2 separate regions of the Ovis aries genome follow, and region 1 is linked to region 2. Evidence: chromatin contacts called from public Hi-C data. All regions are on one chromosome and are shown on one strand. The core of a region is the stretch at or near the end of the contact, and the rest is flanking DNA. Distances in the headings are between cores, read along the strand shown. Region 1 has its middle 33 kb from the start of GARIN4. Region 2 holds the start of BATF3 (basic leucine zipper ATF-like transcription factor 3).

Region 1 (5,502 bases), core at 1,292-3,791, 43 kb after region 2:
CTACGTTTACACTATAGTGCCACCTATTAAGTGTGCCATAGGGTTATGTCCAAAAAAGTATACTGAAAATACTTGATGACTGAAAAATGACAAAATAACCACAAAAATAGCATCAGTGATCACAGATCACAGATCACCATGGGCAATATAAATATAACAAAAAAGCTAGAAATGCTGTGAGAATTGCCAAAGTGTGACGCAGAGGAATGAAGTGAGAAAACACTATTGAAAAAATGGTGCCGATAGACTCACCCGACCTAGGGTTGCTGCAAACCTTCAATTTATAAAAATAAGAATAATACCTGCAAAGCAAAAGAAGGTGAAGTGCAATAAAAAGTATGCGAATATATTTATGTCTTACTCAGGTTAAAGCAGGAAAAGGGCTCCAAGTCCAGGCGCTGGCTGTCCCCTTTCTCCTGAGCTTAGCTCCCCAGCCTTAGCTCTGGGGAGCTCTGTTTGTAAACCACCAGTTGGCTCCATGGAAACCATGCCACAGTGTTCAGTATGCCATTTAGAGGCAAAAAAAAAAAATAAGGAAGTGAGATGACTGTATGACCTTTCGGACAGTTTGCTAATTACTGCTGCTGCTGCTGCTGCTAAGTCGCTTCATTCGTGTCCGACTCTGTGCGACCCCATAGACGGCAGCCCACCAGGCTCTCCCATCCCTGGGATTCTCCAGGCAAGAACACTGGAGTGGGTTGCCATTTCCTTTTCCAATGCATGAAAGTGAAAAGTGAAAGTGAAAGTGAAGTTGCTCAGCCTGTGTCTGACTTCTAGCGACCCCATGGACTGTAGCCCACCAGGCTCCTCCATCCATGGGATTTTCCATGGAATGCTAAAGAATGACCATTCATTCATATCTAACAGAAAAGAACTATGAACAAAAACAAAGTCTTGTTCACTCTTCTAGCATAAAAAAATAATCATTGAGAGTTTTAAGTAACAATTCGGTCTTAAACCTTACTGATGCAATGTCACTGTTGAACTGTGGTTCCTTGGTGTGAAATATACAAGAAAAAAATTCAAAAGTCATTCTGGAACAGAGTGTTAATCGATCATCAACACAAGCTGTTATCAGCTGTATCTGTATCAGCTGCTTCTGTCTCCCGCAAACCAGTGAATTCCCGAATTCCTCCATTTGTCTGTCTCCCTGTTTAACAACACTCTTGCTCCTCAACTCCCAGCTCCATGAAGCCTCTGTGATCTATCTCGTCCAAACCCTGTAGGCCTCCTAGGGCAAGCGCAGGCTGCTCTGAGCCAGGCAGCACACCTGGCTCCCCCAGGGAGGGGATAGCCTGGGGTCTGAGTCCCTTTGCACTTAGTGGTCAGCCTCACTGCCCCCATTAGGCTCTACTTCTGCCTGGTACCTAGCACAGCATCTGCTTCTAAAATAATAAAAACCTTCATGGCCATGTTGGTATACAGTCAAATGTATTAATATTATATATGCAAACATTTTCTTGAGACTTTCTTCTGATTAAAAAATAATTTTTTTGTAAGCCTCCCAAAGTTTTGTGGGCCCTTTGCACTATGCAGGTATATAAGGCTACTGCTTGCTAGTATATGTGGACTGAGCAATTTGCTTAACTTCTCTGGGCTTAGTTTTCTCATTTGTAAAATGAGGATAATAATAGGACCCAATATGCAAAAATTAATGTTAGATATTACTTGTTTTGTTTTGCACAATTAAAAAGAGGGAAACACAAGGGATTGTTGTTGTTGTTTTTCAGTTGCTCAGTTGTGTCCAACTCTTGGCCACCCCATGGTCTGCAGCACACCTGACTTCCCTGTCCTTCACTACGCCCAGAGCTTGCTCAAACTCATGTCCATCAAGTCGGTGATGCCATCCAGCCATCTCATCCTCTGTCGTCCCCTTCTCCTCCTGCCTTCAACCTTTCCTAGCATCAGAGTCTTTTCTAATGAGTCAGTTCTTTGCATCAGGTGGCCAAAGCATTGGAACTTCAGCTTCAGGATCAGCTGCCAGTGAATATTCAGGACTGGTTTCCCTTAGGATGGACTGGTTGGATCTCCTTGCAGTCCAAGGGACTCTCAAGAGTCTTCTCTAATACCATAGTTTAAAAGCATCAATGCTTCGATGCTCAGCCTTCTTTATGGTCCAACTCTCACATCCATACATGACTACTGGAAAAACCATAGTTTTGACTAGACAGACCTTTGTTGGCAAAGTAATGTCTCTGCTTTTTAATATGGTATCTAGTTTTGTCACAGCTTTTCTTCCAAGGAGCAAGCATCTTTTAATTACATGGCTGTAGTGCCCATCTGCAGTGATTTTGGAGCCCAAGAAAATAAAGTCTTGTGCTGTGATCCAACCTCAAATCTAGTGTATCCTTGTATTCTTGGAAAAAAAAAAAAAAAAGTCTTCCTATTTCAAAGGAAAAGCAAGCACCACAAACACACACACACACACAAATAATAAATGAAACCAAACCAAAAGCCCTTTCTGAGACATCCAAGAACTCTTGCCAAACACCAACTCGATGAGTTCACCATAAATGAATCAGAGACACAAGGCTTAGATTTCCCTCTCAAAGTCCCAAGAGGGAAGCAGGAAGGCAAGAAATTCAGAGAGAGGCTCGTCGTGCCAGCCCAGCTCTGCCAGCTGAACAAGGGATCAGAAGTCCAAGAGCCCCTCAGACATCCTTCCCCTGGGCTCAATTCACATTTCTCATTGAACACAGGTTATAGCTCAGATGGTAAAGAATCCGCCTGCAGTGCAGGAGACCCGGGCTTGATCCCTGGGTGGGGAAGATCCCCTGCAGCAGGGAATGGCTACCCACTCCACTACTCTTGCCTGGGAAAATCCCATGGACAGAGGAGGCTGGTGGGCTATGGTCCATGGAGTTGCAAAGAGTCAGACATGACTGAAAGACTAGCACTCTCCCAGAGAGTAGGTGCCATTAAGGGGCCCTGATGAGAAACTGGGTAGTAACCAGGGCCCTCCAAACCCAGTATTTGGTTTGGATTATTACGGCTTAACCCTCCATCCATTCTTATTCTGTTCATTCCAAGATGCAGGCAGGTAGGATTTCTAAGAAAGATTTGAGGGGTAGCATGGAGGTGGTGGATTGGTTCTCCGTGGAGGAGATTTTCCAAGAAACTCAGCTAGCTTCCTGAGAGATGTCATACTCTGGAAGGTTCCCAGGGGCTTGGCAGGGGAACTCTGGAATGACTCAAGTGCTGATCTGAACCAGGAAAGGGTGGGTTATGGCCCCAAACCACACCCTCCTCTCACTTTGTCAAACTGCATCCGTTTTGCTTACCGCTTCACCCCCGTTCCCTACCAATCAGCAGGAAGCCTTCCTATATGAACCAGGAGCCCTTTCCACCCCAAGTCACCCACACCTCCAACACCCTCATTTGCATATATGGTTGGATTTTATTGACATCTGAGGGTGCTCTGTGAACAGCTTCAGCAAGGTCCACTAATGGAATCTAAGGAGTCCGATCGCAGCTTTTTAAAAGACCTGCCAGAGGCCCAGCTTGGCTGAAGGCCCCTGGAGCCAATTTGTCAGTCAGTCAATACACATGGAGTGCTCAAGCACTTCTAGCAAGGCCTTTTACTAAGCTCTGATTTCTGCAAGACTGAGACAGATGTTAGGGAGAAGGCAATGGCAACCCACTCCAGTACTCTTGCCTGGAAAATCCCATGGACAGAGAAGCCTGGTAGGCTGCAGTCCATGGGGTCACTAAGAGTTGGACATGACTGAGTGACTTCATGTTCGCTTTTCACTTTCAAGCGTTGGAGAAGGAAATGGCAACCCACTCCAGTATTCTTGCCTGGAGAATCCCAGGGATGGGGGAGCCTGGTGGGCTGCCATCTATGGGGTTGCACAGAGTCGGACACGACTGAAGTGACTTAGCAGCAGCAGCAGCAGAGAGAGAGATTAAAGACCTGACCTCTAGAGATGGCAAAGTCAGGAAGAATATGAAGAGAAACCCCAAAGAACTCCAGACACAAACATCTACAACCTGACCTGTTACCCTGTGTGGTCAAGCCCAGCAGAGGCGAGTGCACCACACTGTCTTAACCTGGCTAAGGTTCTAGAAGCCAAGGTTCTAGAGCCAGCTTCTTCCTCTCTGCCCAAGCAGGTCTTTTGCGGAGCATCTAGTCTCTCCGATCCTGAGTGGAAACAAAACAAGTCTGACACCATCGCCAACCCACTCTAGACATCTCCCCAGCCCCAGGGAGCAGGCAGGCCTTCCTAGCCTAGAGGAGAATACAAGTGTCTCATCAGGACTTCCGTGGTGGTCCCGTGGCTGAGACTCGGAGCTCCCAAGGCAGGCAGCGGCCCGGGTTTGATCCCTTGTCAGGAGGCTAGACCCCATATGCCGCAACTAAGAGTTTTCGACCCAGTGCAGCCAAATAAATAAATAAAAATAAATATTAAAAAAGACTCCTGGGGCTTCCCTGGTGACTCAGTGGTTAAAGAACCCTTCTGCCAAGGCAGGAGATACAGGTTCGATCCCCGGGCTGGGAAGATCCCACATGCATGGAGCAACTCAGGCTGTATGCCACAGCTATTGAGCCTGTGCTTTAGAGCCCAGGAGCTGACACTACCGAGGTCACGTGCCACAACTACTGAAGCCCGAGTGCCCAAGAGCCCGTGCTCCATAACAAGAGCAGCCACTGCAGTGAGAAGCTCATGCACTGCACCTAGAGAATAGTCCCTATTTCCCACAACTAGAGAAAGCCCACATGCAGCAACAGAGACCCAGCACAGCCACAATTAAATAGATAAATAAAACTATATAGAGATATATAAAGACTCTCATTACTTGTGTCTCACTACTCTTGTAGCCTGCCAGGCTCCTCTGTCCATGGGATTCTCCAGGCAAGAATACTGGAGTGGGTTGCCATGCCCTCCTCCAGGGGACCTTCCCGACCCAGAAATTGAACCTAGGTCTTCTGCATTGCAGGCAGATTCTGTACCGACTGAACTACGTGGGAAGCATAATAAATAAAATGATATATAAAAAAGACTCTCATTATTCAAAACTGGGCACCATGTGCCCCACAGCAGACAATGGGAGCACTCAGCAATTGGATTGGCAGATTTATGTGAGAACCGACCCCCTGGAGGAGATGAGATGGATTCAGGGGGAGAGCTGGAGGCTGTGGCTTGTGGTGACCCATGACCCACTCTAATTACATGTACCAGGCAAGGAGCACAGAGCACACAGACCCAGGGCACACAATTACATAAGATGGCCCTCTGGCCTTGGGACACCCCATATGAAAAGTCAACCGAAAGCCCGAGGCTGTCTGCATTCAGTGCCAAATCATCGATGTGCACCGTGTGTCAGAGGGAAATAATAATGGTAACATTTAGTGAGTACTTCCTATGTGTCAGAGCACTACTCTAAATGGTTTATACATATCTAACTTTTCCAATAACCCATATGCCAAAGACTTTGACTGTGTGGATCACAATAAACTGTGAAAAATTCTGAAAGAGATGGGAATACCAGAACACCTGACCT
Region 2 (5,367 bases), core at 1,874-4,373:
TTTTATTTCTCCTTCTGATTTCAAATAAAATGAACTAGAAAACAGCACAGAAAAGCAGCAAATACAGGCTGTCATTAGCACATCCCACTTGATCAGAGAGGTGTTGACATTCTGGTGTAACAAATGAGCTCAGAACTAGGAGAGATAATATCACTTGTAAATATAAAACATTTTAAGTTGTTAATGTAATAAAACATTTTCCAAAATGTTTAAAAAAGACAAGTGACAGTATTTATAATCCTACCAACACAATAGAAAAGCTAGAACTTTCGTATATTCCCTTCTAATTTTTCTCATATGCATACACTTTTTCATTGTGGTAAAATAAAAATACAACATAAAATTTACCATCTTAGCCATTTTTAAGTGTACATACAGTAGTGCTATGCATATATTTTTATATACATGTTACTGTTATATCTTTTGTATCCTGATTTTTTTTCCCAGTTTGCCTTCTATCAAATAAATCGTCCATGTAGCAAATTTGTCTACATGCTTGTAATTTTAAAGATGCATAACATTCTATCCCATGGTTAGAACATACTTTATTTAGCTGTTCACCTATAATGGGACATTTATGTTGTTTACAATTTTTCACTTACAATATTCTTATGAATTTTTAGTTCATATAGTATTTTCTCTTTAATATTTTCGATTATCTTCTTGAATGATTTTCTAGAAGTTTCCTAGGAAAACTAAGTCAAAAGTGATGTCTTGCATGATTCTTGAAAATTACAATAGAACTGCTTTCCAACGCTTTCTACCAATTTACAGTGATACCGGTGCAATATGAGAACACCAATTTCACCACACTTTCACAACTTTTTCTTTTGATATTAAATTAATATTTTAATTCAAATATTAAAAGTTTAAAAGTCATATTACTTTAACATGTATTTTTCCTATATCTATTTTCCTTGTTTTCTCTGTTGGAGAATGCCAGTTTGTGTCACTTGCTATTTACCTTTAGGAGGTTGTCTCAATATTTTTCTTATTCTTTTTCATGGGCTGTATATATAATAAAGATTTTACCACTGTCAGATTTACTGTGAATATTTTTCCCCATCTACTGGTTTAAAATGTCTAGTTATACTGTCACCTGAGTCAATTTAACATTGTTATACTGCTCAGATCTTGTCAATGGGGTTTTTCCTATCACCTTCATCTTAGAAAATTCTCTCCCCTTTGTCTTATCCCCAGGGCTTTGATAAAGGATTTAATTCTGCTTTATCTTCCTGATCTTATTTTCTATCATTATTTCATTCATTCCTTTTGATGTAAGTGTAGGTCAAATTAATGTGTCCTGTAAGTTCTCACTAGTTAACCAGGACTCTTTCTTTTAATATATTTGAGGAAAGCCCTGAGTAACTGAAACAGTAGGTCTATACCTGTGTGAAGAGTTCTTGTGTACTGGGGATGGGTTCCAGGCTCCCTGGGGGAAGAGGAGCAAGGTAGAGCCCAAAGGACCTAGAATGTGATGTGGCTCAGCGAGACCAGAAAAGGAGCAATATCTAGAATGAAGCGTGGGAGTGCACCTAAATGTCCTTGCGTTTTCATCTTGCTCTTCTGTTGGAAACAACACTGGGGGATGAAAGTGTTTCTAAACATTAAAGACCACTTGACTCGGAGATTTCCCCGTCTTTATTGGAGTCTGTACCTTGATAGGAGGCAGAATAATAGCCCCAGGGCCACCATGAGTTCTGCTGAGCGAAGAAAAGGATAAAAGAGAAATCCAGGCGGACGGAGAGAGGGCTCCGCCGCTGTGCAGCCTTAATCGTGGAGGCGCCCACCCTCTGTCCTCCCGCGGCCCGCGTGCACCTCCACCCTCCTCTCGGCTGGTCCAAGCCCCGACACACACAGACAAGAATCACCACTTGCTTCCCTGCCCTCTAGCTGGCTGCATCTCAAAACTTTTGCAAGGGTCTTAAACCTGGCGCGGAGAGCCACTTGCACTGGACTGGGAGCCACAAGTGTCCGCCCCTCTACCCCCGACTCCTCACCACCCCCTACCCCGCCTTCATCCTCACAGCTGCCCACGAACCTGGAGCCTGAAAGCTTAAGCGACCACACTCGGAAGGCACGCCTGACCTCCTGATTCTGGTTCCCACCCGCCGGCCCAGGTTCGCGGTTATCTTTCCTTCCCGGTGCTCACAGTACGCAGACCACAAACCCGTAACCACTTGTTTTTTTTTGCCTTTTTTTTTTTTTTTTCCTTTGCTGGGATCACGTACAACATCGCTTGACTTTGCATCTTTTAACTGGCAGGCAGGTGGAGGGAGCAAGCCTCGGCCTCCGTCTGGCACGAAGTCCCGCATCTTAACTTTGCGGGCAGAGCATCCGCCACTTGAACCTTGGGAGAGAAAAAGCATCGGGTCCATTTCACGTTAGCGCGCAGGGTCCAGATCCCCGAACCTGTGTACCAGGGACGTCCCCCGTGCCAGCCAGGCTCCGGGGAAGCCCAGCCACTGTGAAATCTGCAGGACAATCTCTTCCTCGCCATCCTCCCCGAGGGAATTCACCCTCCGGGGCCGCCCCGCCTGGTTCCCTCCCACTGCCCCGCGGAACTGGCGATAGAGGAGAGAGAAGGTGCTCTCCTCAGAAAGGCCCCGGGGTGCCCCGTGGGTCTCAAGGTGCACAGGCCTGCGTCTCCCCGGTGGGGCCCCGGAGGGAGGGAGCGTGACCGATCGCAGCGCAGAGAAAGTCCCCCGAGACTGTCACCCCTGCGGGCGGGGGGAAAGGCGGGCGGATGCGCAGGAAGGTGCCGCGGTGGGACCGGGAAAGAAAACACCGCCCCCCCTCCCAAACCTCCCACTGGAGTTTCTCAGCCCGAGTTCTCCGAGAGCGGCCGAGAGACGCCCCCCAGGGCTGCGCGGCGCCTCCACGACCGCAACCTGTCCCAGCCTCGCTTCTGGCGAGGGGGCTTCGCGCTCCCTTCTGGGTTTCGGAGCCACCACGTGACTTCCACGAAGCAGGGGGCCCCCAGCGGAAAGCGGCGGCAGGGGTGGGATCTGGGACCCCGGGGTGCGGCGAGAGGGCGGGGAGAGGAGGAACGGAGCGGGGGTGGGAGAAGGCGGGGCGGGGCGGACTCGGGACGGGAAGGACGGCGCGCTGGGACCGGGGGGTGGGGAAACCCGGGCGCCGCGCGGCGGAGCCGGGGGAGCGGGAAGCCCGGGGGGCGGGGCCGAGGCGGCCGCCCGCAGGTGCGGGGGCGCGGGGATGCGTGCGGCCCGAGGGAGCCGGTAGGCAGCGCCCCGCGTGCAGGGCGCGCCGGGCCGCGCGGCCGCTCGTCCGCGAGGCTGCGCGGCTGGCCGGGCCGAGCCGGAGCAGCGCCCGGCATGTCGCAAGGGCTCCCGGCTGCCGGCAGCGTCCTGCACAGGAGCGTCTCGGCGCCCGGGAACCAGGCGCGGCCACAGGTAGCGAGCTAGATGGAGGCTCGGGAGGGTGCCCGGGTTGCGGGGAGTGGTGGGCGCGCTACGAGGGGCGTGAGGAGGTGGGTGCTGGGGCTCCCGGCTTGGGACTGATGGGAGCAGGGGTAGAGGGCAGTGCGGGAGCCGGACGCGAGCGGCGTGGGGGCACGCGGGCACCCCGCTGTGCGCCTCTGCCCGGCCGCCCCGAGCGCACTCCAGGTGCCCGGGGCGTCCGGGATGGTGACTGGGCTCCTGAACCTGAGAGGAGCAGAGGTCGGAGGGCGCCGACGTCTGGTAGGGCTGGGCACTGTTCACGCTGCCCGGCACGTGGGGTCTGGGCCGCCCTGGGTGTCGCCATCCGTGCGCCGCCGCTGGCTGCCGCCCCATCGCCAGAGCGCGTGGTCCTTCCCCGCCGCGCCGAGCTGGGGCCAAGGTGTGGAGAGGGGAAATTCCGCTCCGAGGGGCGGCTCGTGCCCAGGCAATCTCAGCGTGTACTCTCCTCCGGCGGCCTCCCGAATGGCCCAGGGACGCGAGGTGGCGGCCCGAGGTGGGCAGACTCCAACCTCAGGGCGGGTGGAGAGCCCTCGGCGGGCGCCGGCTCCTCTGCGCAGTCCACCACAGTGTTTACAGCCGCGTACTCGGGGAAACACACAAGGTTGCCGGCAGGGACGGCAGACCGAGAACTTCTCCCTCAACTACGTTAGGATCGAGTCTTTTCAGGGTTATGCCCTGCTTCTCAGTTAGGTGCCTGCCGCAGAATGTCATCGGGTGACGCTAGAGAGTCACACAGCTGAGTCTGGGCCTCAGCGTTGCCACACACAGGCTGAGTAGCCTTGGGGAATCTGCTTCACCTCTCTGAGCCTCAGTTTCTCCACGTGTAAAAATCAATATAATATAACTTCTTGTGATTTTTATGAGGACTAATAGAGACATGGTTAGTAATATATGAATATATCAACATTTTGCTGCTCTCTTTCCGCCTTGATTAAATATTTCTACTGGTTGTCAGGTCCGACCATGTGGTAGGTGCTAACTCCAGTTTGGAGGGTCCACTTTTACAGGGCAGGATGCATGCTCCTCCCTTGAGCCTTATGAATCTCCAATGAGGACCAGAGAGGCATGATTTGGTGATGAGTGCTATAAGGGACTCAACAGAAAATAGCAGTCTTAACAGACGTTACTGAAGACACACCATGTGGCGCTTTGGGATAAAATCTAGTTTTATCTTATGCAGCTCCAAGTGCTGGGCTGTTAGGATGATCATGGCAGAGATTACTGACCACTTGTTCAGGACATGCATCTCTAGTGCCCAGGACAGTGCCTGGCACATGGCAGGTACTCAGTTAATACTCACTGAAAGAATGAATGGATCACACAGCAAATGAGAAAATCAAAAAATCAGAGAGTGTAAGTCATTTACCCAAGGCCATATTGCTATAACGGACAAAACCAAGAACCTATATTTCTAAAGCTTAAGTTCTGTGTGTCAGACCCCCTGTTGTGTTCTGATTACCTCCACCAAGACTTCTTTGCCTCTTAAAGACTACATCTTAACAGCTCGTGTCTGGTCCCTTAAACACTGTCTTCAGGCCACTTCTCTCTGTCATGTTCTTTCTTCTTTTCCTTTCATAGCTTTATTTTCTTGCATATGCTGAAAGTTCTCTACTCACTGTAACTTGAGGAGCTATGTATCTTTCTTATTTGGAATATTAGATCTGATAAAATGATATCTGAAAACATCTGTTATTTCATGTTATCAATATTTGCTTTCCACTAATAGTAATAACTGAGTAGCTTTCCTGTGTTTGTATCCCACTGAATTCTTGATCTCTAAACTCTTTAAAGGTAGTATTTCCATGGAATCTTCTCACAGGTCTCTGGGAAGCAAATACTCTACCCCTCCTCTGTTTTCTATAACTGGATGAAGTGTTTTTACCATTGTAGGTGCATTTTTCTGCCT

The links. A called contact is a pair of places that touch in the nucleus more often than the background predicts.
Region 1: a Hi-C map of tail adipose tissue shows a contact between it and region 2, with 1.8 times the contacts expected there. The contact joins the enhancer-like site here to the promoter of BATF3 in region 2. A contact is called at or near these places in 4 of 16 Hi-C or Micro-C datasets (blood, hypothalamus and tail adipose tissue).

The regions. Positions count from the first base shown.
Region 1 is chr12:70,361,705-70,367,206 of ARS-UI_Ramb_v3.0, forward strand. No RefSeq gene overlaps it. Among named protein-coding and RNA genes, the nearest start is that of GARIN4, 33 kb to the right of the region's middle. Within about 2 kb of position 2,542, at least 2 of the 54 cell types and tissues checked have an H3K27ac peak or open chromatin away from gene starts, as enhancers often do. A contact at or near this core is called in tail adipose tissue, where this site is marked.
Region 2 is chr12:70,317,918-70,323,284 of ARS-UI_Ramb_v3.0, forward strand. It overlaps BATF3 (basic leucine zipper ATF-like transcription factor 3), which reads left to right and starts at 3,124. Exons shown (of 3, transcript XM_027956301.3): 1 at 3,124-3,413. The coding sequence starts at 3,336.